2 separate regions of the Callithrix jacchus genome follow, and region 1 is linked to region 2. The links are chromatin contacts, called in public Hi-C maps. All regions are on one chromosome and are shown on one strand. The core of a region is the stretch at or near the end of the contact, and the rest is flanking DNA. Distances in the headings are between cores, read along the strand shown.

Region 1 (5,400 bases), core at 368-2,867, 230 kb before region 2:
CAGGCTAAGAAAACAATCCCAACTTCCATGGAATTTATAGACTAGCAGAGAAATGGAAACTTAAAATTTGATTAATTAGTATTTTTAAAAAAGGGATATATAACTACCATTGATTGAGAGCTCACAATAAAAAGCCAGGTGTTGTGCTAAGAGTTTATGGGCATTATCTCATTCAATCCTCAAAGACATCATGGAGGAAGGAATTACTAACCAGATTTTTCAGATAAGAATAACAAGTTTTAGAAAGGTTAATTAACAGGCTGAAGGCCATAGAGGCAGTCACGGCTGAGATTCCAATCTAAGTGTGAAGTCAGATCTTCAGCCCTTCCACTCAGAAGCACTATGCAGTCTGGCAGATTAGGTGAGGTTCTGTTAAATAAGTCACACAGGGAGTGAATTTTGAGGGTCATATAGGCATTGTGGGGAGAAAGATAATGGACGGGAGAAGAACTCTTTGAGAGAGAAAGAGAGAGAGAGAGAGAGAGAGAGAGAGAGAGAGAGAGAGAGAGAGACAGAGAGAGAGAGGGAGAGAGGGAGGGAGAGAGAGAGAGATTGAAAGCCTGGGAGAATTAATAACTCGGCAGGTGCGGCAATTGAGGGAATTCAGCACTGGGGATGCAGCAGTGACCTGACAGAAAGCTGACATTGGAGAAACAGGCAGGCTCTTGTGTTTCTGTCAAATCAAGGAGTTGAAAATAAAGGAAAGTCACTTATAAAAATAAAACCCAGTGTATCAATGGTCTACTCTGGCCAGAATTTAATTTCTAATTTTAGTTTCAAGAGTTATTTTAACCCAGACAGCAAAATCAGTTTCTTTTTATAATCATTCTGCTGATTGCAAAATAATGATATCTACTAGGTTATCTTTTTTTCTAAATGCTTAATTTTTTCTTTAGCTTTTCAGTTCCATTCATTTAATATGATCTGAGTAAAGCAGTTCAATTCTTTAGTTTATTTCTAGTAAGTTCAAGTCTTCTGAAGTCTTTTTTTGGGAGGAGGGCCACAGGGTCTTATTCTGTCATCTAGGCTGGAGTGCAGTGGCATGCTCATAGCTTCCTGCATCCTCAAACTCCTGGACTCAAGTGATCCTCCCACCTCAGCTTGTAGGTAGGACTACAGGTATATGCCACCATGCACAGCTAATTTAAAAAAAAATTTGTAGAGACAGAGTCTCACTGTGTTGCCCAGGCTGGTCTCCAACTCCTGGTTTCCAGCTATCCTCCTGCCTCTGCTTACCAAAGCACTAGGATTATAGGTGTGAGCCACCGCACCCAGGTTCCCCGAGTTTTATTCTTAGATTTGATGAGAAGATACCATATTTCCCTGAGTTTGGTCCCTAAAGGTATTATAAAACATATGTCTTAAACTCCCCCCTCCATTATTCTTACTTCTTTACTTAGGCACCTTAATTTTAAAAAGCAATTTCCATACATGGAAGCTAACACCTTCACTTTTTTAGTGATTTAGACAGGATGATCTTAAAATTTGAAAGTATCCTCACCTTAGTTCATGTTATGTTCTTTATTTGGAGTAATCAGCAAATATGTAGGCTGCATGGGCAATTGAACCATCATGTGAGAGTAGAGCCCACAGAGATCTTACTTGTTCTCAGTGACGTCTTGTTACTACCAAATATAGGCCACTTTGGTGATGAAGAATAAATTCAGACACACAACTCAAAGGCATTGACCCACATTTGAAGTGAGGCAGCTTTTAACTCCCTCCTAGACTGTGTTTGTGGAGGCAGGGAGCAGTGCCAGGAGTGCCAACAAGTTAGGAAAAACAGAGACTTCTAGATAAATTAACTGAAAGGTGTCATGTCCACAAGCAGCAGAGGGCTCTCTAACACCACACAGAAACTCACAAGCCGGCCCAAGATTACCTGGGTTCTTCCCTGGTGAACTTCCATATCATTCCCATGTTATCGACGTTTACACTGGCAAAAGGATATTCTAAAGACCAATGCTTAGGAAGAGCTCATGAATTCTGTTGATAAGTTTCAGTAAAACTTTTTGATGTTGGGCCACTAATACATGTTTATTAATCCTCTTCCTTAAGTCTTTTTGGAAGAAGAGCCACACAATTTGGAATTATGATGTGTTTCACCATCATAAAACAAATATTAGATAATATACACTGGATGTCATTATTTGCTACATGAAAAAAATAATAATTACATAGGCATTATTGATTTCAGTTTCTCACTTTGGTAGACAAACCCAAGAAAGAACAGGATGCCAACACATGAAAGCAGATGCCAATGCACTGAAATCAAAGGAGTCAACATCAATCATTAGCACTCACAGGTTCCTAACTTCATCCGCCATCATTTTCCCTTGTGGATATAAATAAAGTTAGTTTACTGAAAAGTTAGTCTAGCAAATCAAAATACTGCTATGAAAGTTGAGAGTTTTGTCATAGATATGACTGAGTTAAAAATTTTGTATCTTAGACTGCTTGAGTCTTTCTATACATAAAATAGAGATCCTTACCTATAGACTCACAATATCTAAGGGGAAGAAAACTCAATGAAATACAAATCCTACAAAGAGTGTGTGGTACAAACTAAGTCTGAGATCTGATAACATATTATCTCATTAGTGACAGAAGGTTAATTTAGTCACCTGAGAAAACTTACATTTCAATTCTTAGTTTAATATAGTTTCTCCCTTTATTTCTGTTACTATTTTATTTTTCTCAAGGAACCTTTTCAGATTGCAAGAATATCTATATAAGTGGATATAATATGTTGAATTTTATTATTAACTATAAGTGGTATATAAATATTTTAGTATTTTAAAAAACAACTGGGACTGTTTAATTATCTCAATAGAGATAGTTAATAAGATCCTGTTTTTAAGCCATTTGTAGTGAATCGCTAAGAACTGAGGACTTTACAGAAGGTCAAAATTTAAACGTTCAGCCTCTGCCATGTTTTTTCTAAAGATCACGAATTTCTAAACAGCCAACTCCATCCTGGAAACTCTGCCAATAACATTCAGTAATAAACAGATAGCAAGACACATTTTATTTCATTTTTAGTTTTTAACCTTATCTGTTATTCTCATCTTGGCTACAAATTAGCAGTAACAATATATCTTCTACACACTCTCACAATATGCTAAGAAAGGCTAAAGATGCATTTATGAAAACTGTAAGTTGAGTAGACATTAGGGTACAAACATGCCACTAATAAGATCACACTCTTACATGAGGTTTAATAAAACACAGGATAATGTTACCCATCTAGGCACATCTCTATTAGTATTATGCTAATCATACTGTGTATTACTGAATTTACCACATGGTACTGTAATTGTCTGGTAATGTGTTTGCATCCTAACTGGCATGTGATCTCTTTGGAGCAGAGCTATGTCTTAATTACCTTAGGATCACTGGCAGTACAGAGTAGTTAGTGTTCAATCAAAGAGAAAATATTAAACAACACTCTAAGTATGTTTTTTATAGGTGAAAGTGACAATTTAGGAAATGAAAGCATCATTTATGAAAAAAAATCCTCACATAAGGTCAGATACTAAATATGCTATTTGGAGATGCTGAGTAGTATAATACTAGATTCCTATATATGCCAGCTGTCACTAGCTTTATATGCACTATAATCATTAACTAGAATTTAGATCAGTGTTTCTCTACGGGTAGACCATCTGCATCAGACTTAGGAAGCTTGTTAAAATACAGATACTCTCCCTGCTACTTCCAGATTTGGATGCAGTGAGTCTAGGGAAGGAGGGCAATGGGAAGAATTTGATTTTAAAAATAAGTTCCTTAGATAATTCTCATGCACTCAAAGTATGAGAAGCACTGAACTCTCTGCTAAACACAAATAGTGAGCATGAATTTCTTTAACTGCTATTTAAAGCTCTTCTTTTACTCATTCACTTTCAATGTAGTTTGTATCCCTTGGTGCTCTTAAACAGAACAGAACAAAGCACTCATTCCAAGAATACTGCTAAGGCTCTGGAGCCTTCCTGCTTCAGGACCATAATGGTGGGGAGAATCAGTAACAGTCATCATTACCATGAGAGTCACAGAAATCAACAGCCAAAGATATCAAACTGGAATCTGAAGAAACAATTACACACAGGGGCGGGGAAGTTTTCCACATAAATGCTTAAATTCGCAACGCACTCTTAACAAAGAGAACCACACAAACCTGGTCCTTACCTTCAGGAGGTTTATAAGCAAAGGTATGTACAGGCTGGCAGTAAAGATTTCAGGGAAATCAGTCAAATTAAAGTCTAAGAGCTGCGAAAACATTGCAGCATTGAATGAATGCAACAGTGGTCTTCAGAAAGGTAATACAAAGAAACAAAAGTAGCAACTCAACATTCTTGAATGAAAATTCAAATTATTCCTTGATTTATTCCTACTAAGTTCATTAATCATGATTAAAAATATGAAATAATTTCCCAGAAAATAATGATAGTTTTATTTTAGCTGTAACTGGTTTGACTGCCTAAACAATGTTTCAGCAGCACAAAGATCTATTTTCTGCTTAACAGTTATTATAGCATCAAGTGGCGATTACAGATATTCCAGTAGCCAATACTCTTACCTAGAATGCAATTTGCTTAAAACCCTTAAGAACTGATGTATTATAAGGGGGAAAAACAGTCTTCAACTTTAAAGGCGGAAACCAAATCAAGACTCCAGAAAGTGTATGTTAGTTTTAGTCTCTTGCTAGCTTGAAGCATGTGGACATTTTCATTGAGTTCATGTAGAAAAATTTTGTATATATTTGTAAACCCCTTTCTGCTCCCTTGGATTATTCATTTTTAACATAGGAATTCTTTGGATACCCTTATCAGGATCCCATTATAGTGTCCTCGGCAGTACAGTGAAGGAAAAATGAGTATACTGTTTCATCTCACTGTAAGTGTCTGTAGAAACCATTTTGCAAATAAACAATATTTTAAACCTTATTCTTCATTGTGAAACATATTCAGTGAAATAATTGTGGCATTGTTTTTAAAAATAAAATTAGTCTAGTGTTTTCTTCAATCTTTAAATAAACCAGATTCACTATTTGATTTTTAAGTATTTTTTTCTAATAAAATCCTCTATAGTCTTCCTAAATGAAGCATTTCTATGGAATCAAATGCCACTGCATGTAAAGCAGTTGAAGTTGAAATGGGACAATCTGATTAGCAAAAGTAATTTTTAAAATCCTAAAATGTGACCTTGGGCAGCTCTCAGGCCCTCTCTCCATGTCTATGTTCTTCACTTCTTAGTTCACCAACAGTGTTCTTTTTCATAAGCTCCTTTGTTTAAATTTACCTTTCTCTGCTTTGGTATAACTCCTTAGCTTCCCCCAGCCCCACAATCTATGTTATAATTATGAAGGAACAAAAACAGTCTTGCGCTCATTCTTACCAGTTT
Region 2 (4,788 bases), core at 1,160-3,659:
CTTCCATGATGGTTGAACTAATTTACACTCCCACCAGCAGTGTAAAAGTGTTCCTATTTCTCCACATCCTCTACAGCATCTGTTGTCTCCATATTTTTTTAATGATCGCCATTCTAACTGGTGTGAGATGGTATCTCAATGTAGTTTTGATTTGCATTTCTCTGATGACCAGCGATGATTATTAGCATTTTTTCATATGTTTGTTGGCCTCATGTATGTCTTCTTTTGTAAAGTGTCTGTTCATATCCTTTGCCCATTTTTGAATGGGCTTGTTTGTTTTTTTCTTGTAAATCTGTTTGAGTTCTTTGTAAATTCTGGATATCAGCCCTTTGTCAGATGGGTAAACTGCAAAAACTTTTTCCCATTCTGTTGGTTGCTGATTCACTCTAGTGACTGTTTCTTTTGCCGTGCAGAAGCTGTGGAGTTTGATTAGGTCCCATTTGTCTATTTTAGCTTTTGTTGCCAATACTTTTGGTGTTTTGGTCATGAAGTCCTTGCCTACTCCTATGTCCTGAATGATTTTGCCTAGATTTTCTTCTAGGGTTTTTATGGTGCCAGGTCTTATGTTTAATACAGTGCATAACAAAAACTTACTCAGGGTACTAATAGCAGCTTAACATTTCATGAACAAATACTTTTTAAATGACATGTATTTAAGAAACTTCTAAACTCTGTGATTACCTGGGTAATAGTTTAAGAAATAAGTGATAGTTTTTCAGTACTCACTAAATTCAAAATATAAGACTCTAGGTCTAAAGTGGTATAAGACAAGATCCTTGTCTTCAGTCAGTTGATGGGGGATATCAGTGTCCGGGGAGGTTATCAGAGAAGCCTCCTGGAGGAGGTCAGCTTACCCTCTGGCTAAAGCAATACAGAGGGGCTGGAGCTGTTGTGCTGTGAATCCAATGAAGCTTGAGCTTCAGGGCCCCTCATTTTCTTGGGCCCTTTACAAGCTATGTCCCTAATCCTGTATTCTTAGTATCATGTTTTTTTTTTTTCTTAAAGAAGTCTCAAAAACATTAAGCATCTAGACCCACAAAACCTTGATCTACCCCTGACAAAGAGAAACAAAAATATGAATTGAGAAGCAGAGACAGGATAGCATAAAGAAAAGTAGGTAGGCAAAGGAAAATGTGGGGTGTCTGGTCAAAGAATGATGGGGTAATAAAATGGAGAAACAGGAAAGGGTCTACGACAAGTTAAAGAGTGAAGGCTTTATCACTGGAGCATTAAGTGAGGAAAAAGACAAAATACAATTGGGTTTTAGGAAGATCTAGGTAGCTAAGAAGCAGAGTATGAAGAGGGCTTGCCTTATGGAAACCCTTGCCTTATGTTAAGGTAGTAAACTAAGTTTATGGGGGAAAAGAAGTAAAGAAAGATGATTTGGCAACTTGGTTCAAAAGGGAGAGGGAAAAGGTTGAAAGGTAATCTTAATGTTTTGAAAAGTCAGAATAAAGAAAAAAACACTGTAAAAGATAAAGTTAGGGGGCAGGGATAGGAGAGTAGCTGGTTTAGGCAGAAGATAATGATTTCCAGCTCAGTATGCTGCATAGCATGTAAGCAGGTGTTTCAGGCAGCAGAGGACTTTGAAAGTGTCAGAAACAATCTTTCTAAGAAAGAGCAGGCCAGGATTTAACTTGACATTCTTGAGAGTCTAATGGTGAATGTTTGCAATGACATAAGCATTGAAGCCTATGAGAAGTTTTTAGAGAGGAGGTGCTTATTTATATCAGCCTTTGCTTCTTTCCCTCACCTGGTAATTGTATTGCTCTTTTTAAAGCAAAAGAGGAAGCTAAATACATTTTATTTGATAATCTGATAAAATACGTTATGAGCTCTTTAATTCAACAAACATGTAATAAGCACCAGACATTGTTAGTAATAAAAAAATCAATCATGAGAAAAAAATTCAAACACTATCATTACCCTCATGGACTTTGAAGTCTGGTAAGATGTTTATGTTCTTCCACTTTTACATATTATTTGACTGTGAAGAAAATCAATGTCAAAAGTTGATATGAATTTTAGCTCCAATTCTGACAAAAACTGTGACACTAGGGATGATATTAAAAGTATTTAACAATGACTATTACCAGGGCACACCTAAATGGAAGAGATACCAGCTGGTTTGTGTAACAGCTTCTAAAATAGTTCTTATGATCCCCACACCTCTTGGTACCACACCCACTGTAATCCCCACTACTTGAGTGTGGGCTGGACATAGTGACTTGCTTCTAACAACAGAATACAGCAAATGTGATGTCATGTTGCATCTGAGATGAAGTTATAAAAGACTGACAATCTATCACCCCGCTCCTGCTCCTGCTCTCTTTCCTCTCTCCTCTCTTTCACTCTGATGAAGCAGCCAACTGTGTACTTTGTTAGCTACTGACCATGGGCAAAGAACTAAAGGTGGTCTCTGGCCAATGACCAGGGAATAACTGAGCCCCTCAGGTCAACAGCTCACAGGTAATAGAATCCTACCAACAACCACATGAAGAGCTTGGGAGGGAATTTTTCCCCTCTTGAGTCCTGATATGAGTGAAGCCTTGGGTCAGACGGAGGACACAACTAAGATGTGTCTGGATTCCTGACCCACAGAAACTGTGAGATAACGATAAATATTATTGGTTTAATCTACTATGTTTTGGGGGAATTTGTTATGCAGCAAATGGATAATGAATATGATATACTTTTCCCTTAAATTTTGTGGAATATTAGGTTCTATTGGGAGATGTCAGCTTAGTCATTTAAAGCTTTCAAGCTCTGTCTCTTCTACTACACAAAAGTTTATCTTTAACTTCAGAAACTTATCCAACAATCAAGCAGCTAACATCCAACAGAAAGGCATTCCATCCCTGGTCAAAGCTGAAATCCTGAAAATTTAGTTTTATTTCCTGTTCCTATATTTACCCAGCTGATTAACTTAACCTTGCCTTCTGTTTTTGGCCTAGCAAATGCCCCTTGGATATGATTTCACATGACGGCTTTTTTTAGCTTTGACCTTACTTTTCCAACAAGGATTTCTGAACCTTCCCCCAAATAAATATACTTCCAGCAATTTCAAAAAAACTACCCAGCTCCAAGAACTGTCTGTGGTCCTCAAGCCTCCTGATCCTACTGGACCAAACTAGCAGATACAAAATGTACAAATGGAAAGGACTGAATTTAATGTTCCTCAATAATATTTTCGTGTCTCTGTCCCATTTATCTGAACAACTCTTTTCCCTCAGGAATATCTCCGACCCTTAACTCTTATGATAATTAGTGATGTTCAACTAGGGAAAGTTTACAATCCTGGACATGAATATATCACATTCTGAGAGAAGAATCCATGTAGTTTTTTAGAGCCTCTTATGAGGCTATAAATATATCCAACACACACGAGACTTACCAGACCATATAACCTTAAATTTTTCTACTGCAAAATTTTAGAAAGTTATGACTATAACAAATATTCAGGAAAAGGAGATATTTGGATGACCTCATGAAGCAGAGTTACTCTCATACATTCCAGAGATCCTATTTTATTTGATTTTCGGAGCTATGTGCTAATTGTCACAAAACAGCAACTTAATAGTGGTTTAGCAATGAAGAAAAAATTATGTAAGTTAATGTCTACATCACTGAAAGATACTTTTCTGTGCAACTGAAATATTTCTTTCAAAATAGTATGACTATAATCATTAGAAACAGAATATGCCAGAAATCACAATTTGCCTAACAGCACACTTTGGCCGACGGTTAGTATGACAATATGTAGACACATTCTGACACCTGGTGGTGGCTTGAGACTCTACACCATGGGTTAAAACGACATAACCCAGAATATCTTCTTGCTAAACTAAGAGAAGCAAGCCATTAACACTGCCAGCAAGATTAGTTATTTTAACAGTTTAAAGACTATATGCTTTACAAGTTGTAATGTATACAATTTTTAATGGAAATATCCATAATCTCTTTAAAGGGCTTGATATAGGTCTTTCTGTCTTAAAACTCCTTTACAATAGTTTACCCTCATGCCAAATTGCTAAATTGTCTGCATTTACGAGAAACAATAATAAAGCATAAATAAAGTACCAACCTATAATTATGTTATGTTGGGGTTCCCCGTCAGTTCCCTTGAGAGGACGTTTCTCAGTGTTCCCAGAGAGGAAAAATCAGAGAAGGAGAGCTCCTCTCACACTGAGTGAGAGAATCCAGAAAGACAGAATCCAGGAGAGGAAAGCAGCTTTCACACTGGGAGAAAGGGGACCCCAGAGGAGAAATTCAGGAGGGGAAAGAGAGCTCCCACCATGTGGGAGGGGATTCCAGAAAGCTGGAAATCCGGTGTGGGTGAAGGAGCAGGGGAATTTATCCTGGGAGAAATTCCCACCTCCCCAAGTTCCTTTGGCCAATGAAAGGAGATCCTTTAAACTTCCACTGGGGTGACTGACTCTGTTTCTTCCCTTGCCTGCAAAATTTAAACATAAACCGTTAAATCTCCCAAATGGAGAGAGATGGAAGTGGGGCACGGCACTGGGAAGTTCTTGCCCTTAAAACTACGCCCCCTTGTGGACCCGGAAAGAGAACACATTCCCTCAATTGCATTATATGAGCGGTCACCCCTATAGTCCCATTCCCATGCCTGACACAGTGTTTAATAGTAAGCAGTATCACAGTATCACAGATTCAGTAAATAGTTGACCCCCCCCAAAAAAACCTGAAATGTAATTAAATAAAACAAATTGAAGTATTATGTCCTTAGACTTCAAACTACCCTTCAAACTTACACAGGTTCTTTGGTTT

What was found. A called contact is a pair of places that touch in the nucleus more often than the background predicts.
Region 1: a contact with region 2 is called in a Hi-C map of skeletal muscle, with 9 times the contacts expected there. The contact joins two enhancer-like sites. A contact is called at or near these places in 3 of 3 Hi-C or Micro-C datasets (induced pluripotent stem cells and skeletal muscle).

What each region holds. Positions count from the first base shown.
Region 1 is chr3:108,842,563-108,847,962 of calJac240_pri, reverse strand. The region is part of intron 6 of FAM13A (family with sequence similarity 13 member A); the gene reads right to left. Among named protein-coding and RNA genes, the nearest start is that of NAP1L5, 130 kb to the left of the region's middle. Within about 2 kb of position 1,617, at least 2 of the 16 cell types and tissues checked have an H3K27ac peak or open chromatin away from gene starts, as enhancers often do. A contact at or near this core is called in skeletal muscle, where this site is marked.
Region 2 is chr3:108,611,307-108,616,094 of calJac240_pri, reverse strand. The region is part of intron 2 of FAM13A (family with sequence similarity 13 member A); the gene reads right to left. Among named protein-coding and RNA genes, the nearest start is that of TIGD2, 96 kb to the right of the region's middle. Within about 2 kb of position 2,409, at least 1 of the 16 cell types and tissues checked has an H3K27ac peak or open chromatin away from gene starts, as enhancers often do. A contact at or near this core is called in skeletal muscle, where this site is marked.